Linked DNA regions of Columba livia: region 2 is linked to region 1. A link is a contact called in public Hi-C data. All regions are on one chromosome and are shown on one strand. The core of a region is the stretch at or near the end of the contact, and the rest is flanking DNA. Distances in the headings are between cores, read along the strand shown.

Region 1 (5,277 bases), core at 484-2,983:
GCAAATCAGGCTTCTCATTCAATCTTTGCTGGTTAGGACAATATGAGTTTTCCAAACTGAGTGAGTAAAATTTATTAAATTAATTGCCATTAATCATTTTGACAAGCCTAACTATTTTAATTAATAAAAATGTTTTATATGAACAATTTAAATGACTGGCAGCATTACATGGAAGCCACACCATAACTGATACCAGAAAGGTAAGGGCTAATTAATTATAAATAATGGTCTTGATTCTTCTCTGAGAAAAATCAATTATATCTTTTGTTACTTCCATGCAATTAAAGTCTTAATTTCTTTGAACTCAAACAACACGTTTTCAGTACTGCGTGGTGAGGTTTTATGTCCTGGTGCACCGTAACATTTTTTATGATGCTTGATGTTTGAAGGAAACCATGTTGTATCCTTATATTGACACCAATGGTGTTCACAAATATAACGGACAAAACTGAGAGCCAGAATGTAGCTCTATCTTGAAAGACATGTCCCTGAAATTCTCTAAGTTTGCATTTTGCTGAGATAATGTCCTACTAGTATTTTCATTCTTAATTGAACACAAAGGATGTGTTCTTCTCATTTGCAGGTGCAAGTTTAGAGAGTACAACATGTTTTCTTTTAAATATTTCCTTACAATTATGCTGAATATAATTTTGTAAGAAATATTTTTTAACAAATTATAACTGTACTACATACCTTTCAACGTCAAAAGGAAAGCAGAACTTTGGAACGCTGTTCAGCACTTCCTGTAAATGGAAGTGAAAGAAATAGAGTTAGCATTTTGAAAAGGCTTTCATTTACCTTTGATAGCAACCGCCCTACAGCTTGCTTTTAAAAAAATATCAAAAAATAACCATAAAAAATCATAAATTCAGGGAATATATGATTGCAAAACATACAGCACACGTTCCTGGACTGAAATAATTGATTATTAAAAAGGAATTAAGTTTGTGCTATGGCAGATTGCAAAGACAATGCCATAGAAGCCCCAGGAGGGAAAGGCCTGGCCTGAAGGGTATTAACACCCTTCACATCCCCGCTGGGATTCCCTTCAACAAGGCCATATGGATTTTACAAGAAGCACCACACCATATGGGTAAGCCACGTCTGCTGCTACTTGTACCACAGACTAGCCACAGGGACTTCTGACAGATCCTGGCTCAAAAATACAAATGTTGTTTCAATTAAAATGCAGGCAGAGAAAAGGGAATGAAGTTGGCAGCAGAATGAATTGCAGAGAGGTATAACAACTCTATACATGTTCCATAGTCAAATGCTGAAAGTGATGGAAATCATCTGCTGGTCCGAAGGACAAATTTATATGATTAACCCTTCGGGTTTCACAAGCAAGCCTCGCTATTAATAAAGGGAAGCAGGGGGGTGAAATCCACCGGATCTACATTCGTACTATAATACAAAAGGATAATGTCACTCTTTCTTGCAGAATTTTATTTAAGCAGCTGTTTAGTGGCAAATAAAATGTGTTAATTAAAATATAAAAATGCTCCCAAACTAGTCAACATTTTCTTTTTTTTTAAAAAAAAAAAAGAAAAGTGAACTAGCAGATCAGTTAACAGCAAGTACTAAACAATGACCTTACAAGATCCCAGAAAAACAGGTTTTACTTCCTTTCTCCCAACTGGGAAAATGAACCCTCTGTGAAACGCTCCAGCTAAGGAGACACAACTGACCCCAACACAGTTGGTCAGCAAAGCTGCACAACTCCCTCTCTGCAGCAGAACAACAAAGAGACAGGTACCCCGCTGCAGTCACCACTCAGCACACAAGGTGCCTGTTTTCAGAAAAATGTGTGTTGATAGCAAATTTCCAGAGCTGCATGTGGGGGTTTAAGAACTTGATCCAAGATGTTAGCACTCTCCAGCCTGAACCCTCTGTTTACTGCACAGTGAACAGTCAACTCCCATTAGGGGAAATTATGTATTTAAATTCCTACACACTGCAATGACTATTTACTTCAAACATTTGCCTGGCTCGGTGGATGGCGTAAAACATGGAGGAGTCATGCCAGTTCCTCAGCAAGGAACAAATAGTTCAGGAGAAACATGCCTCTGAATACAACATGCATATGTTAGCTGCAACGTTTTAAAGGTATAGGGTGTGCTCCAGTAAATCATTGCACAAAATGGAAAAGTCAATTTTCTAGAATTTCTAAGTCCAAGAAATCTCTGGAACATTTACATTGTCAGAACAGGTAAAGAAGGGTATGAAAGCTAGATGTTGTCTTTTGGGAAAGGTTATTAACTTAATTACGAACAATAGCAGTACACATTAATATTCTCCAAAAGAAACTGCTTAAGCACCATCCCAACTGTTGTGAGCAGCCGCTGCAGAAGGGTGAGGGGCAAAATACAAACAAGGCAGGTAAATATTTGAATTTCTGTAGGCAGGAAACATGCACACATGATTCTTGTAGTAGTAACAATGAACTCTAACAAAAGAAAGCAAGCAGAATAGAGTAATCAAAACTTTTAACTTAGAAACATCCTAAACATTTCCAAATAGCTTCTCACTTCAGGCTCATAAAGCTTGCTTTTCACATTCCAAATAAATAGCATTTTATTTAAATTCTCTTTCCAAATCTGCACCTATTCTCACACTATAGGAAGTCATTTTCTCCTTACTACTGAGGATTTTAATTGCTGCCTGGTGGGCTTAGCACTGACTCAGAATTGGGTATGGAAATGTATTCATTTATGTTCCCCATTGTATTCTCTCAGAATAAATTATCACACAAGAAAAAGAAAACAAAAACAAAAACACCAAAGGTATTAGCTCAATATTTTGACTAAACAACCTGAAAATTATGGGGCTGTTTTGCAGCGTTTTCCAGGGAATCTGCGGGACAGGGTTTGCCCCCACTCTGCTCCATCCCCCCCGGCCAGCACAACTTCTGCAGAGCAGCCTCCGCTCGCCTCCCAACTGGCAGGAGCATCCCTCGGGGGACAAGTCTTTAAACCTCCGCACTCTTTAAAATTCAACCAGCCAGCAGGTCTATAGACTGGTGTATAAACAGTATAGACAAAAAAAAAAATCCCCTCTCAGCTTATGTCAGTGACAAAGCAGCTCAGCAGTTGACTGCTTCTCCCCTGACAGCATAAGCCGGGTTTACACAGATCAATAGATGGAAGTCCTACCTAGCTTCCAGCGCCCAGCGCTCGCCCTTAATTACAGGTGCTATTCTGATTTTTAAAATGGAAGAAAACAAGGTGCCCCCAAGATGCTCCCAGACAAATTTAAAATGCAAATGACATTATATACACATTCACATACACAGTCACTATTCATGTACAACCACAGCTGATACTTTCAGTAACCTCTCTATTGAATTAAATTTGAGCTCTGGCTCCTAATGGGTCATCATTTTCAAGGATCCAATACAACTCAGCCAGGACTTCCTCTTGAGTCAAAATACACATCCTCAGAAAAAGAATAATGTATTTATTGTCTTTTAATTTCAAAGCTTCATAACAGTATGTGTTTATTTCTGAAGACAAAAGGTTGTACAAGTCTTCAGAAAGCAAGTTATCCTTTGTTCACATGTCCCGTGACTGCTTCCTCCTCTTGCTCTCAGAGTGTTAGTGCTTTCAGAAATGGGCACTGTTTCAGAAAGAAAAGAAATTTGATACAGGTGGAAGAGGACAATGTAAAAAAGCAAAAACAACAAAAAAAAAAGACCCACACAAGTAAAATATTATCTCTTTACTTTCAAACACCAAATAAACATATACAGTTGCATACACAATTGAGTTTCATTGCTAAGTGAAAGGATAACTATCTCAGTCCTTACACAAGCTCCAAGAGAAAGAGGAATATCATAAAATGACTGCCATGCAAACCACAGCCTGCTGCTTCCCTCTCACAAAGCTTAAACAAAAATGGAAATGGTATTTAAGAAAATATTTCCTTTATGCCCATAGCCCAGCAGCAGAAACTTGCACTCTCACAAGCTCATGGTCCAGTGGTTTTATTAATTCACTTTCACAAAAGGCACTACACACCTCCAGCCTACCCTGGTCATGCTCACTGGTTCTGCATTGAGACGATATTACAGTAGCCTAAAAAGTAAGATTTATATAGCGTTCCTTGCTTATTTTGATAGCCATACAGCTAATTCTGTGTGTCATCATTTTATAAAGCAATGTAAAATCTGGTAGAAGATGATTCGGAACTTGCGCAAGCCCGTTTTCTGCAGAAAAGCTCCTGATAACTCACAATCTTGCCCTTAAGTGAAGTTACTGGTTAGTCATTTTGGTTAGATTCAAGATAAACACCATATTCCTTATTAACTAGAAAAGTAGGATTTATTTTTTTTTTTATAATATCACAGTCAATGGATACAAGCATCCAAAACCTTCACGGCTGTTCAGAAGTCAGTAATCAGAACTGCAAACCATTATTTTATTTCCAGTCTAGAGTCACCCACCAAGAGCAGCTTCACCTTCCGAGGGAAAGCTCAGAGCACCAACACTGAGCTCAGCATCACTTTGCACACTTAGAGCCTGCCAGAAACAAGCGGGCAGTCTGACCCCACTAAGCTAATTGCCAGGTTTCTCTTAAATTAATGAAGTTAGAATTTCATTACACTTCACTTTTCATATTTTCATCCAACAAGGCAGAGTGACAGTATCACACAAATTCATACAAACTGTATTGGTTTAGAAAAGCAAGCACATATGAGGTTCTGACTGTTAATTTGCTATTCTGAAATGAAAACAGAGATACCTCAAAGAGGCATATCTGTAAACATACAAAGTTGTATACATGGCAGAGCACAGTGATCTGGGAGAATACTCAGTTCCTTTTCCACCTGAACAAGACACAACTGGATCTCACTACAGCTGGCACAAGGTACATGAGCTGCTCCTATGGCAAAATTGCACCAGATTCGACACATATTACAGAATCAGCTTATTAATATGTCTCTACAGAAGTGTAAATGGGTTTTTTCACTTCGACTTACGCATTTCAACTGGTTACCTTTTTCTGTGTAGATGAGGCCTGATGATTTGAGGAATCAACAGAAATTTTCTACCTATGGAAAGAGCATCTCTGGAGCGAAAGGGGACAGCCTCGCACTGAGACACAGTCACACCGTGTCCATGCCAGAGACACGCCAGGATACCCAGCAAAGAAATGGCCTAATAGATAGTAACCAAGATAATTTGAATTATTTAATTACATAATCAGGACCAGGCTACCAAAATCATTCATATAAACTAGCGCCCAAATACCTAGCTAGCTATTCTCATCTCTGTGTTC
Region 2 (5,022 bases), core at 2,098-4,597, 100 kb after region 1:
CCAGGAGGTACTGAGCACTCCGGTACAGTAGAGGCAACCTTGCCAAGAGCTCCTTCGTCTTTGTTTCATTAAGACGAAAGTCCGCCTTTATTTCCTGCTAAAGTTATTGATATCCGGACTATTGTATTTATTGTCTCGCCCGACTTCTCCCACGGATCTTCATTAAGACTGAATGGCACTCAGATACCTCCTGTCGTAGCGTCGATGAATTGCTGAGCTCTGAAAATCCTGACCGAAGCCCAAGCCTCTGAGATGGAGCTGGTCCCCTCTCCCCACCCCCGCTGAGCGCTCGGCAAGGGGAGGCTCGCAGGAGGTGGCCTTGGGGACATCTACATAGTACACAGCAGTTCCGAGATGGACCTTCAGTGGGAGGGTGTGGGATTACCCGGAGGGGTTGCAATAAATGGAAAGGCATTTTTTCATTTGTGTACTTTCAAATGAAGCAGCCAGTTTCATTTAGACTGGAAACTATTGTCAGTTGCTTGGTGTCCCATTTTGATCCTTCCTCAGCTTTGGTTGAACGAAATGTCTTGAAACCTGTTCCAAAAAGATGCTTGTACAAGCTTCCAGATGCTAAGATTTAGATCATTTGAACGTCAGCGCAGCCTTCTGGTAACACAAAACATCCAAATGGATTTCGTTTGTGTATTAACATCCGTCAGATGGGAGAGCAGCACAGTTTAGAGCTAAAGTCTGTTTTCGTCGTTTTAGCAACTGGGTCCACATGAACGCCTCGTCTGGCAAGTCAATAGGTTGAAGCTCCACTGAACAGACTGAGTCCAAATATCTGAAATGCGTTGGAACAGCTATGCTAACAGTGTTCTAACCTATGAGGCTATTACTGCTGTTGATATAGCTTCGAGCCTGCATGCCAATAGATAGGGAGAGGGGTCGTTGAGGGGAGAGAGGGCAATAGAGGCACTCAGTGAGCTATGGGCCCCAAAACTGCGGGCTGAGCCCGGCCTCACGGCACGGTACCGGCTACGTGAGCGGGAAGTGACCGTCGGTCACTGGCTTTCGCTGAAGGGCCACCAGCCACCGCTTCCCCGCCGGCGTGGTGGGGTCCTCCTCTCTTGGCCGTCCTGCTAGGTGGGGAATTTGTGATGCAAGGACCTATTCTGTTGCCGCCACGACAGTAATAATGAAATAAAGCATAACATTAGTTAGGCGCGACGCAGCAGGTGGCTTATTATAAGCCTTGCGTATTCCTCTGCCTCCTGCTTCCATTAGAACTCCGGTTTAAAAAAAAAAAAAAAAAAAAAAAAAAAAAAAAAATTAGGCACTTCAGAGAGCAAGCGAAAGAGCGGGGATGAACCCACTGTCCGGTCCTTGCGGGCCGGCCCAGGCTGGGCTTCTCCCAGTGCCCAGGGCCCGGGCAAGGCCCCGACACCCTCCCTCGAAGTCGCAGTAATAACAACCGCGGTGATTATGATAATAATAATAATTCCTGTTGTTGTACCTTGGCGCAGATGGCGGCTGCTATCTTAGGGAGATTAAAAAGAGAGCATGAAGTCCCATGAAGGCACCTGTCTCCCTGCGTGGTCAGTCGCTTCCCAGCGCAGACATAGACTGATGGGTTCAGCTAATCTTGCCCGAGGGCTGCTCCCGGTTTTGCCCGGGATGTCTTTAAGCTTCCCGACAGCGATCGGATTTAATGAAAGCCTTATTTTAAAACTTCTCGCCAGCTCCATCACGGGAGCAAGACGGACTCCCATGGTCCCAGGGCCGGCAAAGCAACCTTGGCGTGCTCAGAGCTCACGATCACCCGACCTAAACCCACTCCTCCTGCGGGGAGACACCTCCACCAGTAGAAGTACACACACACCCACACCCCCCTGCCCTACACCTCCCTGGCTGGTTTATCCAGGTGAGCTGCTGTGAGGTGGGATGCAGTATTTGCAGCAAGCTCGCAGTGGCCGCGGAACCGAAGCCTCTGCGCCCTCCGAACTCCCCACGCCCTGCCCGCGGGAGGGCGGGCACGATGCCGCCGCGGGGCGAAGCCCGGGGCGGGGAGAGCGGCTCCCTCTGCCAGCGTGATGTTACCCGGCTGCTTCCGAGCTCCCTCCTCGCCGGCAGCGGTTTGCTGGCAGTGCCGGCGGCGGACACGGCCGAAGCAGAGCGGGAGCCGACCGCCCTGCCCCGGGGCGCACGGCTGGACCCCCGCCCGCCGGTGCGCACCTCGGCGGGGAGCAGATCAGAGCCCTGCCTCCTCCGCACGCCGCCGGGGTTCCGCTCCCTGACAAACTCCAAGGAAGATCATTAGCATCCCTTGCTTTGCTTTTTAATTTTTTATTTTATTTTAGTAGATTACCAAAGTGGCCACGTAGACGTAAGGGTCACACGGCTCAGGCGAGAAGAACTGAAACTGTCACAGGAATTAGAGAAACAGGCAAAGCCAAAGCGAGAAGTCATCTCGTGTTTCTGCTCCAGAAAGAGCTCCCCGGACACAGGGTCCCTGCAGTAAGTCCCCTCCGCAGCCCGGCCGGGGAGCGACTCCTGCCTCGCTGCCGGCTCCGTGCATCTCCCCCGGGGAGAGAGACCCTGAGTACGAGAAATTACTCCCGACCCTATATTTTTCTATTGTTTTGAGCCGGTGGATCAATTGTCATCACTACTGTCACCTAAGAAGCAATGATTCCGATTCATCTTGGCATCTGATTTTATTCTAATGGGTTAAATTGGGTTCACTTTTACAATTATCCCAGGTTTGACTGCGTAGTATTGCATGACAACTCTCAGTTTCATCGGGTTTGGCAAAGCGAGGTTGCTCCATGAATCCGTATATCATATCACATCAGATCAGGCTGAAGTTTCCTGTTTAGCGACTCCATTTGAGAGGCTTTTTATGAAAGTGGGAAGGGTTGATGCAGTCCATGGCTGGTTCAGTGCGATTTGAAAAAAAAATGTGGAGAGATGGCAACAACACTGGGTTTGCTGCTCAGCTGTGAATAAGCACAGAACGAAACAAACGACATGATGGGGAAATGCTCAGCTCACGACAATATTTTTAGCAGCTTCTTGGCCCTCGCCTTTTCTTAATTTCCTAATATGTTCTTTGCTTTATTAGTTTTATTTACAACCAGCTCCCTATTAACACCTCACCTGATTACTGAGGAGCTGAGACAGCTGATCAAGAAAACTCAGCAAACCAGCCAAAATTGAGAGGTGGGATTTATTTTTGCTTTCATTCATTCTTATTTATTTATTTAGTTAGTTAGTATTGGAAAATATCGTGAAACAAATAGAAAATAAAAGGCAGGTATAAGTGTATGTTCGTGAGAGGTCAGAGGTTAGAAATTCACGTCAATTCTATATTAGAGGCTATGCAGACGAAGGGGGAGAGAGAGGGAGTGGGGGGAAAAAATCTTTCCACCAAGCAGCTTGTTTATTTTAATTAACATAGGGATCCTCTGCTAGGAACAAGGAACAACCTCCATCTACTGGCTGGATCATTGCGTCTCTTCTCCATCCAAAACCCATCCCTCATCACTCATTGAGGAGGGTACAATTTTGGAAGAAGCTTCTAAGGTCTCAAGGTAAGCCCCTGCATGAGTCTTTCCTAGCAATGCAGCTATTTAGACCTCACGGATGTCATTTACGGGGTGTTTCTTCAGAGTGGTTGGGTTTTTTTAAACAACACAGAATGGTCGTTTTCCCAGGTGTATTCGAAAACATTTGGTGCATTTGTGTTTTAATCTAGAAAAATGGCAGCCTGAGAAGACTGAGCCATTCAGCAATAATAATAATAATAATAATAATAATAATAATAATAATAATAATAATAATAATAATAATAATAAAGGGCCTCTTTTATTTTATTTCATGGAATGTCTCCTTTCACCTCTCTGTGAATCTAGCTTGTAAGGGAGTCCTTTTCAAAAGCTGCAAAATTTTTAATGGTTTAATTACAACCAGAGTGCAAGTACGATTAAGCTTAATATCAAACAACTAAGAAGCTAACAATGCTGAAGTCCTTGGCGGTGGCCAATTTCGTGTTAGACAATAATCTGCCTCTTCTGTTTTCTTCTGGCTGTCTGATTACTTGTTTGTGGTCAGTCACAGTGCTTGGCTACGGAGATGTGTGTCTGGGATTACTATGCAAAGCACCTATTTGTTTATTATTTAAATATCGTCTCCTTAAGCAAATGAATACGTGTCTTAATTTACGTGTTTTCGGATTACCGGGAGGTACAAGCATGTTGGAGTGTTTTAATTCGATGATGTTTATGCTCAAAGACTCTCCGCTCTCGCGTTACCCGCCGCGCAGCCGGGCTGGGGAGGAGCGGAGCTGGTGCCCGCGCCCCGGCTCCCGTGCCCCGGCTCCCGTGCCCCGGGTTCTCCCTCCCTCCAGCACCCTAATCCCGAAGTTGGTCTACGGTGCACCCGAGAGGGCTCGAGCCAGGAAAAAGATGGTGATGGTAAAACATGCCATTTCTGACGCAAAAGTGGACTTCTAAACAATGTCGGTCTTTAAAAAAAAATGCAACACATTTAAATGCTGGGAACGACACTAGCTGCATTTGATGGCACCGCCGAGAGATATGACTCTATTCAGATTTTCCTTTTTTGTGTCTAGATTGCTTGTAGTGGTCGCGGACTTCACAAAGGCAGGAGGCTGATCATTAACAGCACTGTACTCCACCACAGGCTCGCAGAGCAGAAAATAGCGTTAGGATTTAAAAATAGACCTGGCTTTAACCACCCGACTCGCAGGCGACAGAATCGTAACCCTGTTGCTGCTATAACTACGCGCTTTAAATTTCTGGAAATGATTAAACAGTGTCTCGAGCAGTTCGGGTACCTGACGGAGCCGGTGTGAAGTGTTGCTGCCCTTGCGCGGCGGGGGGCGGCTGACCCGGCGCCCTTCCCCGGGCAGCGCCCTGCGCCTGCAGTCCGGGACGTCGCCTCCTCTAGGATCCACTAAATCCAAACCATTCCTGCCTAAAGAACTCTCCTATTTCCCCCCTCCCCCACCCATGCTTGAATACCCTCCTCTTTCTTCTAATTATTGTTGGTCAATTA

The links. Hi-C and Micro-C count contacts between places; a contact is called where the count stands out from the background.
Region 2: a contact with region 1 is called in a Hi-C map of crop, with 2.8 times the contacts expected there. The contact joins the promoter of LHX9 here to the enhancer-like site in region 1. A contact is called at or near these places in 2 of 2 Hi-C or Micro-C datasets (crop and liver).

What each region holds. Positions count from the first base shown.
Region 1 is chr8:18,585,323-18,590,599 of bColLiv1.pat.W.v2, forward strand. DENND1B (DENN domain containing 1B) reads right to left here. Exons shown (of 22, transcript XM_065072352.1): 3 at 694-743. Among named protein-coding and RNA genes, the nearest start is that of DENND1B, 62 kb to the right of the region's middle. Within about 2 kb of position 1,734, at least 2 of the 3 cell types and tissues checked have an H3K27ac peak away from gene starts, as active enhancers do.
Region 2 is chr8:18,688,349-18,693,370 of bColLiv1.pat.W.v2, forward strand. It overlaps LHX9 (LIM homeobox 9), which reads left to right and starts at 3,348. Exons shown (of 6, transcript XM_065072360.1): 1 at 3,348-3,536.